3 separate regions of the Rattus norvegicus genome follow, and regions 1 and 2 are each linked to region 3. The links are chromatin contacts, called in public Hi-C maps. All regions are on one chromosome and are shown on one strand. Each heading gives the region's core, a stretch centred on a gene start, on an enhancer-like site or on the middle of the called end of the contact. The rest is flanking DNA. Distances are from core to core; before and after follow the strand shown. Region 1 overlaps LOC102549836 (a long non-coding RNA gene). Region 2 has its middle 300 kb from the start of Sox9. Region 3 holds the start of Sox9 (SRY-box transcription factor 9).

What was found. A called contact is a pair of places that touch in the nucleus more often than the background predicts.
Region 1: a Hi-C map of Schwann cells shows a contact between it and region 3, with 4 times the contacts expected there. The contact joins the enhancer-like site here to the promoter of Sox9 in region 3. A contact is called at or near these places in 1 of 12 Hi-C or Micro-C datasets (Schwann cells) and 1 of 1 datasets of contacts at active chromatin or transcription factors (oligodendrocytes).
Region 2: a contact with region 3 is called in a Hi-C map of Schwann cells, with 6 times the contacts expected there. The contact joins the enhancer-like site here to the promoter of Sox9 in region 3. A contact is called at or near these places in 1 of 12 Hi-C or Micro-C datasets (Schwann cells) and 1 of 1 datasets of contacts at active chromatin or transcription factors (oligodendrocytes).

The regions. Positions count from the first base shown.
Region 1 is chr10:98,588,938-98,591,637 of GRCr8, reverse strand. The region is part of intron 2 of LOC102549836 (a long non-coding RNA gene); the gene reads left to right. Among named protein-coding and RNA genes, the nearest start is that of Mir297, 130 kb to the left of the region's middle. Within about 2 kb of position 1,352, at least 20 of the 93 cell types and tissues checked have an H3K27ac peak or open chromatin away from gene starts, as enhancers often do. A contact at or near this core is called in Schwann cells, where this site is marked.
Region 2 is chr10:98,000,886-98,003,585 of GRCr8, reverse strand. No RefSeq gene overlaps it. Among named protein-coding and RNA genes, the nearest start is that of Sox9, 300 kb to the left of the region's middle. Within about 2 kb of position 1,310, at least 9 of the 93 cell types and tissues checked have an H3K27ac peak or open chromatin away from gene starts, as enhancers often do. A contact at or near this core is called in Schwann cells, where this site is marked.
Region 3 is chr10:98,304,316-98,307,015 of GRCr8, reverse strand. It overlaps Sox9 (SRY-box transcription factor 9), which reads right to left and starts at 1,272. Exons shown (of 3, transcript NM_080403.2): 1 at 529-1,272. The coding sequence starts at 959.

The sequences.
Region 1 (2,700 bases), core at 103-2,602, 280 kb before region 3:
CAAACACAGACAGCAGAAGAGGAAGTCTGCGGGATAAGAGAGAGAACAGCTCCCCTAACTAGTTGGAGGACGTGTGGTGGTAATTTAAAAAATGCACCTGTCTTTTATTTTTATTTTTATTTTATTTCCCCCTCAGTCTTTGGTTTTGCAGAGGAAGAAGAGAGACCCATACAGTTGGGTGGGGAGGGATCCAGGAGGATCTGGTAGGGGTTGGGGGAAGGGAAAAACATGATTTAAAATACATTGTATGGAAAAATAATTAAATAAAAACACACAGGAACATGGAAAGGTTTGCCTGCAAGCATGCATCTCTCTCCCCTTGGGGGGGGGTTATTTGTGGTTTCTCTCAGAGGTTTACACTAAACTCACCTAATGAATGAGTACCTGACACTCGGGGCTCAGTGCTCACCTGATACCCTATAGGAATGCTGTTCACTGTCCACCGTTTTTTTTTGTTTGTTTGTTTGTTTGTTGTTTGTTTGTTTGAAAGTCAGTCTCTGGTTGGTCTGGAACTTCAGTTGTAGTTCAGGCTGGCTGACCTGTGAGCTCCAGGCATCCCCCAACTCCACTTATTATCTGACATTTCTGGGGCTACTGCTATGCCCGGCTTTTACTTGAAATGCAAGCACTTTACTGGCTGAGCCATGCGCCAAACCCCCTTTCTATCCTTATCAAAAGCAGAGGGTAGAGGGGACTGGAAGGCACTGTTCAGAGTAAATGTCAAAGGTGAGAACAACCTTCTTGGGCCTCAGGCATGGCACCTACCAGTTAGGCAGGCCTTGTGTTCCTGAGACAGTTCTGGGGCTCCTTGGGACAGCAAGGCAATGTCCCAGCTGAGGGTGCAAGGCAAGATGGGGACCACAAGGGTCAGCCCCACCGGTCCCAGCTGACCTAGAAAGGAGGCAAGTCTAGGGTACAGCCGTGCATGTGAGTCGGCCAGAAGGAGAGAGCTTGTGTGAAAGGGTCGGCCTGGGGTGACTCAGTCAGCTAGCAGACTATAAAAAAGGGAAATGACTCACTTCCAACCCTGAGCAAGAACTCCTAAGGCCAAGCCGCCAGCACCTGTCTGGGACGTGGTTAGTTATTAACGCTGCCGGTGTCATGGGAACAGAACACAGAGGCTAGAGGCAGCTTGCAGACAGTTGCCCTCATGTTCTTGGGGGCTCCTCTCCATCTAGCCCCCAAAATGCAGACAAGCCCTTAGGTGTACAGCATCTCTCAAGTCACAGATGCCACATAGAAACAGGCTGGGGAGGGGAGCCTCTTGTTTTAGACCCACTGTAAGATCCGGACTTCCCAGTGTCCGCTGGGCAGGGCCTGGCCCAGCCTCATTCTGCCAAGCAGGTGCCAAACTCCAGAATTCTGCTTCCAGAACTCAGTCTGGTCTGGGGAAAGGTTTCGGGAGACACGGACTGTATCATCCTAAATGCCCCACCCACAAGTATCTACCCCAGCTACTCATAGCTAAGGGTCAGGCATGATGTAGCCCCAAAAGAAGGTAGTGTTTGTCTTGTGCGGGAGTCTTCGGTCCACATCCTGAGATGCTAAGCTGGTGGAGGGCAGACAGAGGGCTTTGCCCTGGGGGAAGCTTCAGTGGAAAGTTGAGCTAGGAGTTGAGGTCAGCTCTGCCTAATCCCTTCTCTCTCCGTGCCTGGAAAAGTACAGAATGCAGCGACTTCTCCCCTCAGATTCCAAACGACATGCCCGGCCACTTTGAGGGGAGGCCCGGCCTGGGCACGAGCCATGCCTTGTTGCTGCCAGGGTCTTGCTCTCCAAGACCATATTGCCAGACAGGAGGAGGAAGCCTGGCAGGCGGGCACTTTTGGCTACTCCGTAAGGTCCGTAAAGGAAGCCCTGGGTCCAGAGGGAAGAGACCTATCCCAGTAGTTGTGGCTACCACTGCAAAGCCCTCCAGAGCTCATAGATGCCTTTTGCCCAAGAACTGGGCCCAGTGCTTCTGGGTGGCCACCAGCAAGGAGCTACCCCTGAATTGCTTTGCTCACTTCCTCCCTGGCAGAGCATCCACATCTGTAAAGTGGGGATGGTAAGACGCATCCTGCCTATTGGCTGTGTGTGTGTGTGTGTGTGTGTGTGTGTGTGTGTGTGTGTGTGTGTGTGTGTATGTGTGTGTGTATGTGTGTGTGTGTGTGTGTGTGTGTGTGTGTGTGTGTGTGGTGAGGCCTGCTGAGATCACCCAGCCTGTGACAAGGCTTGGGAGTGGCTAAGGACCACCCAGATGGAGGATGCAGAACCAGGGTGCTTATGGTGATTAGCAGTCAATTTAGCAAGGCCTGAGGTCTGGGCTCCCTGGGAGGGTGGCTTTACAGGCACCCACCTGGGGCTTAAGAGCTTCTTTACCTCCCACAGCTGATAAGTCAGGTGGGTGTGATTTGTCTGAGCCTAGGCAGGAGCAGCCAATCTGCCATTGGATCCTCTCTTCCCCTTCTTCAGGAGCTGGGCAGTGGGAGAAACAGATCCCAGGACTCTCACCCGTGAGCGGTTCTTAAGAGACCCTGTAGATCTCACAGGGAGATTAGCGTGACCATGTCCCTCTCTTGGGCCACACCGTTATTGGGGTGCTGTTTCCGAGTTGCTCCTGCCCTGGGAACTGACCCAGTGTGTCACCTTCTCACCTTCAGGGAAGGCAGAGCCACCCAGGAGCATCAGATTTTATCCCTTACATGCCTAGGAAATGCTCTG
Region 2 (2,700 bases), core at 61-2,560, 300 kb after region 3:
TCCTCCTCCTCCTCCTCCTCCTCCTCCTCCTCCTCCTCCTCCTCCTCCTCCAGATCCTTTGTGTGCACGCCCCTTCTGAGACTCCTGGGATGCCGTGTGTATGAACCAGTGGCAGCCTGTGTGTTTGAAGTTGTGGTTCAGTACCTATATCACTGAGGAAAATCATTCAGAATCCTTCCTCTGGAGCATTGATTCTCAACCTGTGGGTTGTGACCCCTTTGTGTGTGTGTGTGGGGTGGTCACATTTCAGATATCCTGCATGTCAGATATTATTATAATTCACAACAGTAGCAAAGCTATAGTTATGAAATAGCAAGAAAATAATTTTTGCTCTGTGTGTGTGTGTGTGTGTGTGTGTGTGTGTGTGTGTGTGTGTGACCATAGCATGAGGAACTGTATTGAAGAGTTGTAGCATTAGGAAGGTTGAGAACCATTGCTCTAAAGTGTTACATTTTAAACCTAAGGGAGAATGCAGGCGTCTTGTGTTTCCATAGAACTATTAAAAATAGGATCTGCTTCAAAGTCACTCTGTTTCTTCCTATCCTTGGGAAGATGAACACATTGGGACATCGGCAGGGTAGGAGAGGGCAAGTTTCCCCCCATCACTTTCTGGGTTGCTGGCAAAGCCTGCTGGCATTCATTTATCCCTGGACTCAGTCAGCATTTCCTCACGGGGTCTCCAATGTGATCGGTATCCTGTCAACTGGAACGATTCAATTGTTCTCACTTTAAATAGGTTCTTGGGATTTAAAAAAATAAACGAGGAAGGGAAAAAAATTATCAGATCAGACTAATTTCCAGGATTCACTCCTCCAAAGTGTATTCCTATCAGTGTATCGAATGCAAGGCGACCCTAATGAGTTAGATGTAACAGGACCATAGCCAAGGTTCTTATAAGGGATTATAAGTTTCGAAAACCCTTAGACAGAAAAATCCAACTGTCTTCCTGTCTGTAAGTTTCATGCTAAAGAGAAATAGTAATAATAATAATAATAAAATAAGACTTCGTGCAAACACCAGAACAAAAGTAGTTTGGGAGTGGGGGAGGGGAGTTTTAAAAGGGAGGGAGGAGATGGGAGAGGAAGGAAAGAGATTCTTAATGGTATATTGTTTTCTGAGCTCTACCAATTAGCAAACATCTCTTATAAAAGAAAGAGGGAAGAAATTCCATGCGCCGAAATAGCCCCAGTCAGCTGTGGGCACTCTGGGCCTCCGCTTGCAGGCTTTCTTTCCCCTCCTCCCTAACCCTGGCCTCTGCATCAGTCCAAGTGCATCCTGGGGGCTATTGTCATGTTGATGAGTCAGCCCCAGAGACTGGATTCTCCCACTGCCCAGAGAGCTATTCCCACCACAGAGCGGGTTCTGGGGGCTCATTCAGGCTGAGCTGAATTGCCCGGAGAATAAAAGATCCAGCCTTAATTAACCAGCGCTCTCCCCTCCCAATCACAGCTTTGTTGTGTAGCCTGCTCTTCCAGCTAAGAAGGAAATGCCAGGCCTCCCGAAGCAGCCCCAGCGCTGGGGAGTAGGGATCCCCTTAGGGAGCTGGAGTTGATTCTTTCTTGTTTTGAAAATAGAATATAGCTCTGTATCACCGATGTCCTGGTTTATTCAGGTTTCGTTTTGTTTTGTTTTTGGAACAAAACAAACCCCAGTGTCTGTGATTTCTTTACCCCGTTCCTGGGACCCAATCATTCCTGAAGGCTCCTGATGAGATTATTTCCAAGCATTCTAGAACCCTGGTTGGGACTTTATTGGCAGCGTTGTTTTTATTTCTTTAAACAGTTTCTGATCCCATTGATACCAATAGGAAAAGAATATCTCTGCCCATCTGCGGAGTGACGGACGAGCGGTAGCTTTTCAATCTTTGCCATTTTCCCCCGCCTCAGTCGTCGCTAAAATTATAGTCAGTAGCGACTGGCTTGGTTTCTAATAGTTTCCCTTCTGATTACCACAGAAAGGAGGCGTGGAGTTCACAGTCCAGCAGGCCAACTTTAGTTCCAATTCCAATTTGGTGCTGTTTTGCTTCAGTGGTGGTGGGCTCCTTGGGGATTAACTCTGGGGATTGCCGCTTCCGTTAGGTGTGAACTGGGCCCCAGAGTTTCGATCCTGAAAACCGAGTTTGGACCTTTGGATTTGCTGCAGTTGGTGTACTTCCTAACCCCCCGAGCTCTGTGGACAACTAAGACAAGGAGGCCAGCAGGGGTAGCAGGGGCCCCATCCTCACTACGCTCATGAGTGTGCTGTTGATCTAAGGGGTCTAGAAAGGTTCATCATTCTAAGCAGGAGTCTCTCGGGTGTGGTTATAGCTTAGTGGGGCTTGCAGGGGGCAGCCGCATGCTGATTGGAATGAATGTGCTGCTAGTTTTTGTGGGGTATGCACAGCAGGGCGTGGGGTATGTATAGCGGGGGCTCCCATTCGCCACGGAGCCAGTCACTGTGCTGCCTCTGGACCAGGATGGCTATGTGGAAGAGCAGGCCACTCTGAGGGTGGGACTTGGGCCTCTTGCTTCTTCCTCACCCCGCAGCGCCTGGGCTGCAGTCTGCCATGTGTACTCTTTATGGCTCAATTCTCAAGAAAGTTGCAGTCTCTGAAGTTTTCCAATATAAGATGGTGTTCTTGGAAAGGAATTGTTAGCATGACTGTAACCATTAGCCGTGCCGTTTAGGGGACCAGAGATCACAGCTTCGATTTATTCTAGG
Region 3 (2,700 bases), core at 23-2,522:
AGCGGTCCACCCCTCCCAACACGCAGTAAAAACTTTCCGAAAACCCACTTAAATTGCAAGAAGCTCGCTCTGTCGATCCACGCCCCTACCAGTTCTCAGTAGCTTTCCCCAATTCTTGCCTGGGTCTACTCCGGTCTCAGTTACACTTTCCCTTCACTCGGTCTTCCCAGGAAAGAGCGCAGTTGGCCGGGGGGGGGGGGGAGGTGGGCTTGCTTCCTCTAATTGTTCCTTTCAAGGAGGACCGGGGTGGCACACCCCCTCACTCCCCACTACATTCCTACATTCACGCCACTCTCCACCGCGCACCCCCCAACTCCCCGCCATCGCTAAGAGCAATCCCAAGAACTTTCTCAAACTTTGAGCTGCGTCCCCCCCCCCCCAGCCCTCCCTGCCCTCCCCGCCCTCCCCGCCCTGCATCCTGGACCGAAGACCCCAGGATGCACAACTCAGGGAGGCGGGGCGGGGTCGGTAAGTGCAGCCCGCGTCCCGGGTAGCCACTGAGCCCTCCGTGGCAGCCCGCGCGCTCACCTCCAGAGCTTGCCCAGAGTCTTGCTGAGCTCCGCGTTGTGCAGATGCGGGTACTGGTCTGCCAGCTTCCTGCGCGCAGCCTGCGCCCACACCATGAAGGCGTTCATGGGCCGCTTGACGTGTGGCTTGTTCTTGCTGGAGCCGTTGACGCGCACCGGCATGGGCACCAGGGTCCAGTCGTAGCCCTTCAGCACCTGGCTGACCGCCTCGCGGATGCACACTGGGAATTTATCTTCCTCGCTCTCCTTCTTCAGATCCGGCTCGCCCTTGGGGAACGTGTTCTCCTGGGGCCGTGTGTTCTCCGTGTCGGAGCCTGAGCCCGAGGGGCAGGGCGAACCAGCCGAGTCCTCCGACATGGTGGGGCTGGGGGCGCCAGACAAGCCCTTCTCCTGCTCGTCGGTCATCTTCATGAAGGGGTCCAGGAGATTCATACGCGAGCCCGGGGCAGGGGGCGGGTGGCCGGGAAAGGAGAGAAGCCGCGGCTGCTGGGGCTCCTCTTCCCTCAGCTGCCCGGACGCGGACGCCGAGCGAACGGCTCCCGGGGAGGTTGGCGCGTCACCCGGCTGCGGCGGCGAGCACTTAGCAGAGGCGCTGGGTGGCCAGTGCTCAGTTGCCCGCTCCAAACCCGGGGAAGGCGAATCGGAGCGGAGGAGGAGGGAGGGAAAACAGAGAACGAAACCAGGGCTACTTGCACCCCGTCTCTTTTGCAAAGAAAAGTTCCTGGACCGAAACTGGTAAAGTTGTCGCTCCCACTGAAGTTTCCAGACAGTTCCGAGCAACGCTCTCAGCTCTCCGGCTCCCAGCCCAGAGTCTCTTTAATAAATACTCCCCCTTCACCTTAGAGACCTCGGACCAATCACGGCTCGGCAGTCATCAGGGTTGGCAAGTCGCTGATTGGACCGGATTTTGAAAGGGTGGGGGGAGGATTGTGGCTCCGGGTTGGGTGACGAGACTCGAGGGGAGGAGAGGGGAGGGAAGCTCAGCCGGAGGGTGGATGGGGATGGTGGGGTGAGGGGACTTGGGGGGGGGGGCGCGGGGCAGGCGGGGGACCCGGGACGTCCGAGTGTGTAAGTTTGCTCTCTACTCTCCGAATGTCACAGTTTTGGAACGGTCTCCTTGTGTGTGTGTGTGTGTGTGTGTGTGTGTGTGTGTGTGTGTGTGTGTGTACGCGCGCATGTCTAGACTAGGACCCCCCTCCCACTATCCCTCCCGCCCCCCCCCCCACCACAGTCCACTACTTTTTCGATGCTGTCTCCGTGGTACCCGGGACTTTGCTGGCGTTTACAGCAATGGAAATTGCAACAGCTGCTCGTCAAAGCGGAGCTCAGCTTCTGCGCCTGGAGTCTGCCGGCTTCCCAAAAAGTGCTTAGAAATTGTCTTTTGGAAGCAAATGTTTGGGTGACTCAACGCCCGCTGTTCTCTGTAATAATCCATATAAATAGATTAACGCGCTCTGGTTCACCGAGGCCGGTGTGGTGGTGGCTGGAGATTCTGCTGCGCTCTCGCAGTGGGAATCAATGAAAACCAAAGCCAAGCACCGGCGAAAGCTGGCGGCGGGGACCGCGCAGTCCCGGGCTCTAGCGGCCGGTCCCTTGGGCCACGCCGACCTTGAACTGACAAGTCCTTCCCCGGCCCCTCCAGCACTCTGACGCCCCTTGGAGTCAGGATTATTACTTTAGAGTTTTGTTTCTAGCCTCCTGGCTGAGTCACAAACACCATCAGGTTCGCTACTGGAGTTTGCAAAAACTGCTCCGGTGTTGAGAGTGAAGTTTGCAAAGGTGGCAGCGCAGGACGGTGAGGCCGAGAAGGCCCTTGACTTGGACTGGAGACTCCAGACAAAACGGGCCACTTTGGCGGAGCCTTGTGACTCCCTCGCTTGGGCCTTCCTTTACCAGATAACCTGGGAAGGCGAAGCGCTAGGCGTCTGAACTTTAGTCGCGTCCTTTTAGACCTGCACACAGGTGGGCGTTCTGGGGGAGGCCACGTAGGTGTCCGTTGTACTTTAAGAGTGCTTGGAGCCGAAGATCCGTGTTTATTCAAACTCTTAGAGCAAAGTTGGATAAGGGAGGAATTATCTTTTCTGGAACGAATAAAAAAATCTTAGTTGCCATCGGGCGACATGCCCTCGGAACCACAAACAAACTCACAACGGTGTAAAAAAAAAAAGATAAA